2 separate regions of the Sus scrofa genome follow, and region 1 is linked to region 2. Evidence: chromatin contacts called from public HiChIP or PLAC-seq data. All regions are on one chromosome and are shown on one strand. Each heading gives the region's core, a stretch centred on a gene start, on an enhancer-like site or on the middle of the called end of the contact. The rest is flanking DNA. Distances are from core to core; before and after follow the strand shown. Region 1 has its middle 40 kb from the start of CLDN14. Region 2 overlaps LOC106505859 (a long non-coding RNA gene).

What was found. HiChIP or PLAC-seq counts read pairs in DNA pulled down with a chosen protein or histone mark.
Region 1: an H3K27ac HiChIP or PLAC-seq map of skeletal muscle shows a contact between it and region 2. The contact joins two enhancer-like sites. A contact is called at or near these places in 1 of 5 promoter capture datasets (liver), 5 of 47 Hi-C or Micro-C datasets (embryonic fibroblasts, epiblast stem cells, fetal skeletal muscle and 1 more) and 1 of 2 datasets of contacts at active chromatin or transcription factors (skeletal muscle).

Annotation. Positions count from the first base shown.
Region 1 is chr13:200,167,993-200,170,810 of Sscrofa11.1, forward strand. It overlaps a transcript of CLDN14 not described here. Among named protein-coding and RNA genes, the nearest start is that of CLDN14, 40 kb to the left of the region's middle. Within about 2 kb of position 1,374, at least 8 of the 83 cell types and tissues checked have an H3K27ac peak or open chromatin away from gene starts, as enhancers often do. A contact at or near this core is called in skeletal muscle, where this site is marked.
Region 2 is chr13:200,080,641-200,083,353 of Sscrofa11.1, forward strand. All of the region lies in intron 1 of LOC106505859 (a long non-coding RNA gene), which reads right to left. Among named protein-coding and RNA genes, the nearest start is that of CHAF1B, 34 kb to the left of the region's middle. Within about 2 kb of position 1,346, at least 3 of the 83 cell types and tissues checked have an H3K27ac peak or open chromatin away from gene starts, as enhancers often do. A contact at or near this core is called in skeletal muscle, where this site is marked.

The sequences.
Region 1 (2,818 bases), core at 124-2,623, 87 kb after region 2:
TTAACAAAGAAAAAACCTACAACTCCTATATTGCTCTCTTCCATGGCTGGTGAATATTTTTAGTGACAGGCAATACCAGTTGTGGGGGGGGTGGGTGGAGGGGGAGCATGCAACCCGGTGGACCATGTGGCAGGGAACCCAAAGCTCCCAGGCATCATGGCCACCACCACCAGGTGACAAAACCCAGAGACAACTTGCTTGAGTATTTAATTACTATGTGGAAATGGAAAGGGATTGGGGTTGGTTAACTAAACAAAAAGCCTGGCCCCGCTTCACAAATAGAGGGAGTGCCTTGGCTACTAGCAGTGCTGTTACTTTTTGCAAATACACACACACATTTGTTGTTTAATTTTTTTAAAGCTTTTTAGGGCTGCACTTGCGGCATATGGAGGTTCCCAGGTTAGGGGTCCAGTTGGAGCTACAGAAGCTGGCCTACACCACAACCACAGCAACGCAGGATCCGAGCTTCATCTGGGACCTGCATCACAGCTCACGGCAATGCCAGATCTTTAACCCACTGAGCAAGGCCAGGGATCAAACCCTCAATCTTGTGGCTCCTCATTGGATTCATTTCTGCTGTGCTGCGACAGGAACTCCTGTTGTTTAACTCTACCCTGCACGGTGCCAATTCATTCTGATACCATTAGCCTCAGAAATACTTTCCCTAAAAATTATATGTAATTAAACACACACACACACACACACACACACACACACTTTACTCTCAGGATGAGCGCTAGGGAGGGAGGCCTGTCCCCTTTGGGACCTTCAGCTCAGCACCCTGCACTAGACAGTATTTTCAGTGCTCTCCTCAGTTGAGTGTGTTCTGCAAATCACACCACTTACTCTGCTTTGGTCTTTCTCTCTGCCAGCTGTGGGTGGGTGGGTGGGTGGAGGGGGAGCATGCAACCCGGTGTTTCATGATCTAGGTAACAGTTTTGACCCCTTGTTTTGGGTAAATGGTGTTTGGGTGGTTACTCTGGACTTGCCTCAAAGGACAAAGGAAGGGTATTATGTTGGATGTCAGAGAGCCAGTTTCCAGGCAGCTCAAGTTACCTTCATGGAAATGGAGAAGCAGAGGGTGAAGTTCTGCCAGCCACTGGGGAGAGATGGCAACTAGCCCTGTAAGCAAGCAGTACTGAGGCCTGGGCATACAAAGAGGGCATCAAGGCAGAAGGCAGAATTACCCTTCTAAAGACCCAAAGGGCAATCCTGTCTAACCTCTGTGCACCTTCTGTGTCATGGCCTATCTGACACATGCTGGGGTGCCCCGGTTGCCAGGAGTGGTGGGCAAGGGGCAGGCAGGCTCAGAGCCACCCCCTCCAGGAACAGGGAGCACTCAGGCTTCCCAGTACCGTTGGAAAGAAACCACATTTCCTTTTAGCCAGGGTGGGCCAGCTGAACAGCTGCAGCATCACTGAAAACAGTAGCAAGACAGAGAGAGAGTCTTTTCTAGATCCGCCTTCAGGGGAAACAGCGGGGGAGAGGGGACGAGTACTTAAATAGGGCCTGGAATGCGGGGTTCTCAAGGGCCTGTGTAGGACAGTGTCTTCCGAGACAGGCGGGTGCCATTCACTGTGGGGCTTTTGTTTGCTGGGGGGGAGTAGAGGGAGGGATGGGCTGCCAATTTGGGGCCAGAAATGAATTCTCTGCAGGTGGGGGACAGGGTGAGGCTACCTCCTGGGGCTATTTTCTCCCACTGGGCCCTTCCTTTATTTATTTAGAGAACTCAGCCTTTCCTCTAAGTAAATACCAAAGAGACATTTTAAAACCACCCCTTTAAGACAGCAGCATATTGTCATCCGGGTCTCCACCTGGCAGAGGGCATGGCTGCCGTGCTCCCAGCCTTACGTCCTGACTTCCGGCGGAGCAGGAGGAGCCCCGCCCGCGGAGGACGGCACTTCCGGTGTCGGCCATCTTGGGAGGAAGCCCCGCTCGGACCGGAAGTGCACGGGGAGCGCGGCCTGAGGCCTCACCTGGGGCTGCACTAGGGGAAGGGGAGTGGGTGTGGGGTTTACCAGTTGGAAGCAGGAATTGGCATGGGGTGAAATTATGCAGACCCAGAGAAAGGGAGCTGTGCCGAGACAGCTGAGGTCCATGGAGGGTGATAGATCTGGTGGGGGCAGAGTCACTGTGGTGGGCAGGGCTGTCCAGGCACGAATTTTCTCCATGTAACCACCTCAGAGGCCTGGAGATCTTCTCATGAGGAAAGCAGGAGTCACCCCCTTAGAGGCACTGGTTTTAGATCAACATCTTAGAAACAAGAAGTCGGTTTCCTCATCACCTCCGCAACCTGTTAGTCCTCGAAAGACCATAAAGGCTCAGGGCCCTGCTGTAGACATCCTGCACCTGGTCTCGTGGGAGAGGTCCAGCCTTTGCTAGAGTGAACGGCATGAACAATCAAAGCCCGTTGCATCCAGGGCTCAACTGGAGTCTTGGCCTCCTCCTCATCCTCAAACCTGGAGAATACAACTCCCGGCTCAAGCCCAGCAAGTAGTGAGCTTCCCAGGACATTCTCCCACCAGCCAGACTGGAAATACTGGAAAAGCCAAGGTAGCTGCCCTCAGAGGCAGGGCTGGTATTTTCTTTTCTTTGGGCCAGTTTGGTTTTAACTAGAAACTGGAATAATAATTATAATGATACATGTTTACAGATCTTAACTAATTAATCCCTCAGAGTCCACTTTTGGGGGGGGAAAGCATTCGACCCACCTCATACATCAGGAAAACAGGGCCATGTGGTTTGGCTGGGCTGGGTGGTCGCTGGTGTCAGTACAAGAGCGGAGGCCTGGACTTCAGCAGTTCTTGACTTCTTGGCC
Region 2 (2,713 bases), core at 96-2,595:
TCTGCCCTCATCTACAAAAGAAGAATACACAAGAACTTCTAAAAGAGCAGTTCAGGAACTACTGAAATAGCATGGGAGTGGCTGGCTTCCTGTGAGAAGTTACAACCAAAAGTGCCCGTGAGTTAACTTGTGGCAGCTGAGCCTAGCGGAACACAGGTTCTTGGCAACCGCAGAGTATGAAGGTTGCAGGCACTGGGGCTGGCTCGCCTGCCTGGACTTGAACCCTGGCCTTTGCCACTTGCTGTGTGGCCAACAGTTTTTTGCCTGGCCTTTTTTTTTTTTTTTTTTTGGTCTTTTCATGGCCACTCCTGTGGCATATGGAGTTCCCAGGCTAGAGGTCAAATTGGAACTGTAGCAGATGGCCTACATCACAGGTGCAGCAATGCAGAATCCTTAACCCAATGAGCAAGGCCAGGGATTGAACCTGCATCCTCATGGATGCTAGTCAGATTCGTTTCCGCTGAGCCACAACAGGAACTCAAGCTTGGCCTTGCTTGAACCTTGCCTCTCTTTTTCTCACTGTGGAATGAGATAACAAAGCAACCCTGCCTCGTGAGCTTGGGACACGGGTGAAAGTGAGAGGCTGTGGGGGGGAGCCCAGGGCGCCCCCCCTGCCAGGGAACCTCCAAACACATCAGCCAGTGCTGCTCCTTTCCAGACCTTCAACTCCTTCGCCCCTGAGCATGACCCCTCCTCAGTGGGTCCATATTAACAGAGATTTAGGTCCAAAACCAGTGCTTTGAGGCCTCAGTTCCCGTGGTTCATTCGATGACATTTGAGATGCTAGCAGCTATAAAATTAACATCTCAAAGCCTTTTTTTTTTTTTTTTTTTTAGGCTGCACCTGAGGCATGTGGAAGTTCCCAGGCTAGGGGTCAAATTGGAGCTGCAACTGCTGGCCTGCGCCACAAGCACAGCAATGCGGGATCTGAGCTGCGACTGCGACCTATGCCATAGTTCACGGCAACGCCGGATCCTCAATCCACTGAGTGAGGCCAGGGATTGAACTTGCATCCTCACAGTTACTAGTCGGATTCATTTTTGCTGCACCACAATGGGAACTCCCTCCAAAGCCTTTCTTGATGATTGGACATCTTGCCATGAGAAGCATGTGCAACAGAACTCATTAAATTGGGAAGAGGGTCTTCTTTTTAGGATGGCAGGTTCTTAGATCCTGGAGTGTTGCTGGGGAGGGGGAGTGATTTGGTTTGAGCTGCAGCCATTGACCCCCAAGGAACCTGGCTTATGGGATCCCCGTAGAGAAGGCCCAGCCAGGGTCCTTGTAGAGTGTCTGATGCCCAGAGGAGCTGACCCTGGACAGGAGGTGGGAAACATGTCACAGCAAGTGAGGCTGTGACAGCTGCAGAAATGTCAAGTGACAACACTGTTCACTTCTTCCAGGCTGACAAGACTCCTATGGTGACACTGCATTTAGAGCTATGAGAAGCTGCTGAGTGAGGCACCTGCATACACAAACACACACCCCAACAAGCATTTAAAACAACCAGTACTGGAGTTCCCTTGTAGCTCAGAGGTTAAGGACCCAGGATCATCACAGTAGCAGCTTGAGTTGCTGTTGTGGTTCAGGTTTGATCCCTGCCCAGTACTTAGAAACTAACTTTTTTTTTTTTTTAAAGAGTGGGATTCTATCACACAGAGCTGGTGTGAGATAATACTGAAGCCTCCGTGTTTAGTTTGCTAGGGCTGCCATCATACATTTTAAGGGTGACTTAAAGCAACAGAAATGTATTCGACGGCTCTGGAGGCCAGGGTCTGAAGTCAAGGAGTCGGCTCCCCCTGGGGGCTCTGGGGGAGCACCCCCGCCCCTGCCTCTGCCAGCTCCTAGTGGCTGCTGGCTTTCCCTGGCTCAGGGCCCCACTGCTCTGACTTCTGCCTCCACCCTCCCTCTGCTTCTCTGTGTCTTCTCCCTTCGCTTGTCTTCTGAGGACACCTGTCCCTGGATTTAGGGCCCACCCCAATCCAGAATCATCATCTCGAGATCCTTGACTGATTACATCGCTATCAAGACCCTACTTCCAAATAAGGTGACATCCTGAGGTTCCAGGTGATGTGGAATTTGGAGGGACAAGATTCAACTCTTTATACCTGTGCCATGAGAGGGGCAGGCCGGTGAGGGATGTCAGCTGGAAAATGGAAACCAGCTTCTCCCCATAAGGCAGCCAAACCCAGACCCAGGGAGAGGCCGCTTTAACTGCTGAAATGCGACAAGACCTCTGAGCTGTCCCCAACTGGCCAGGCAGGGCCCCCACGATTTCCTTGGCCCTGGGCAGCGTGGACCAGCGTAGTGCCGCAGTGTGGCCATGGCATGTGGCACCCAGAGACACTTTGTTAGCTCACCGGAGTTCACAACAAGCCTGGGGCAGGAGGAAACTGGCACAGGGGGCTTAGGAACCTTAGGTCTTAAAATTGCAGTTAGTTAATCGGCTGGTCGTCACCTGGCTCCAGCATCGGTGCTCTTACCCACTGACTGTGTCATCAGGATTCCATCTACACACAGAGAAAGTGGCCAGGGGCTTCCTGTTGTGGTTCAGCAGGTTAAGAAAGCAACGCATATCCATGAGGACCCAGGTTCAGTCCCTGCCCTTGCTCAGTGGGTTAAGGATCCGGCGTTGCCGTGATCTGTGGTTTAGGTGGCAGACATGGCTCAGATCCCGAGTTGCTGTGGCTGTGGTGTAGGCCGGCAGCTGCAGCTC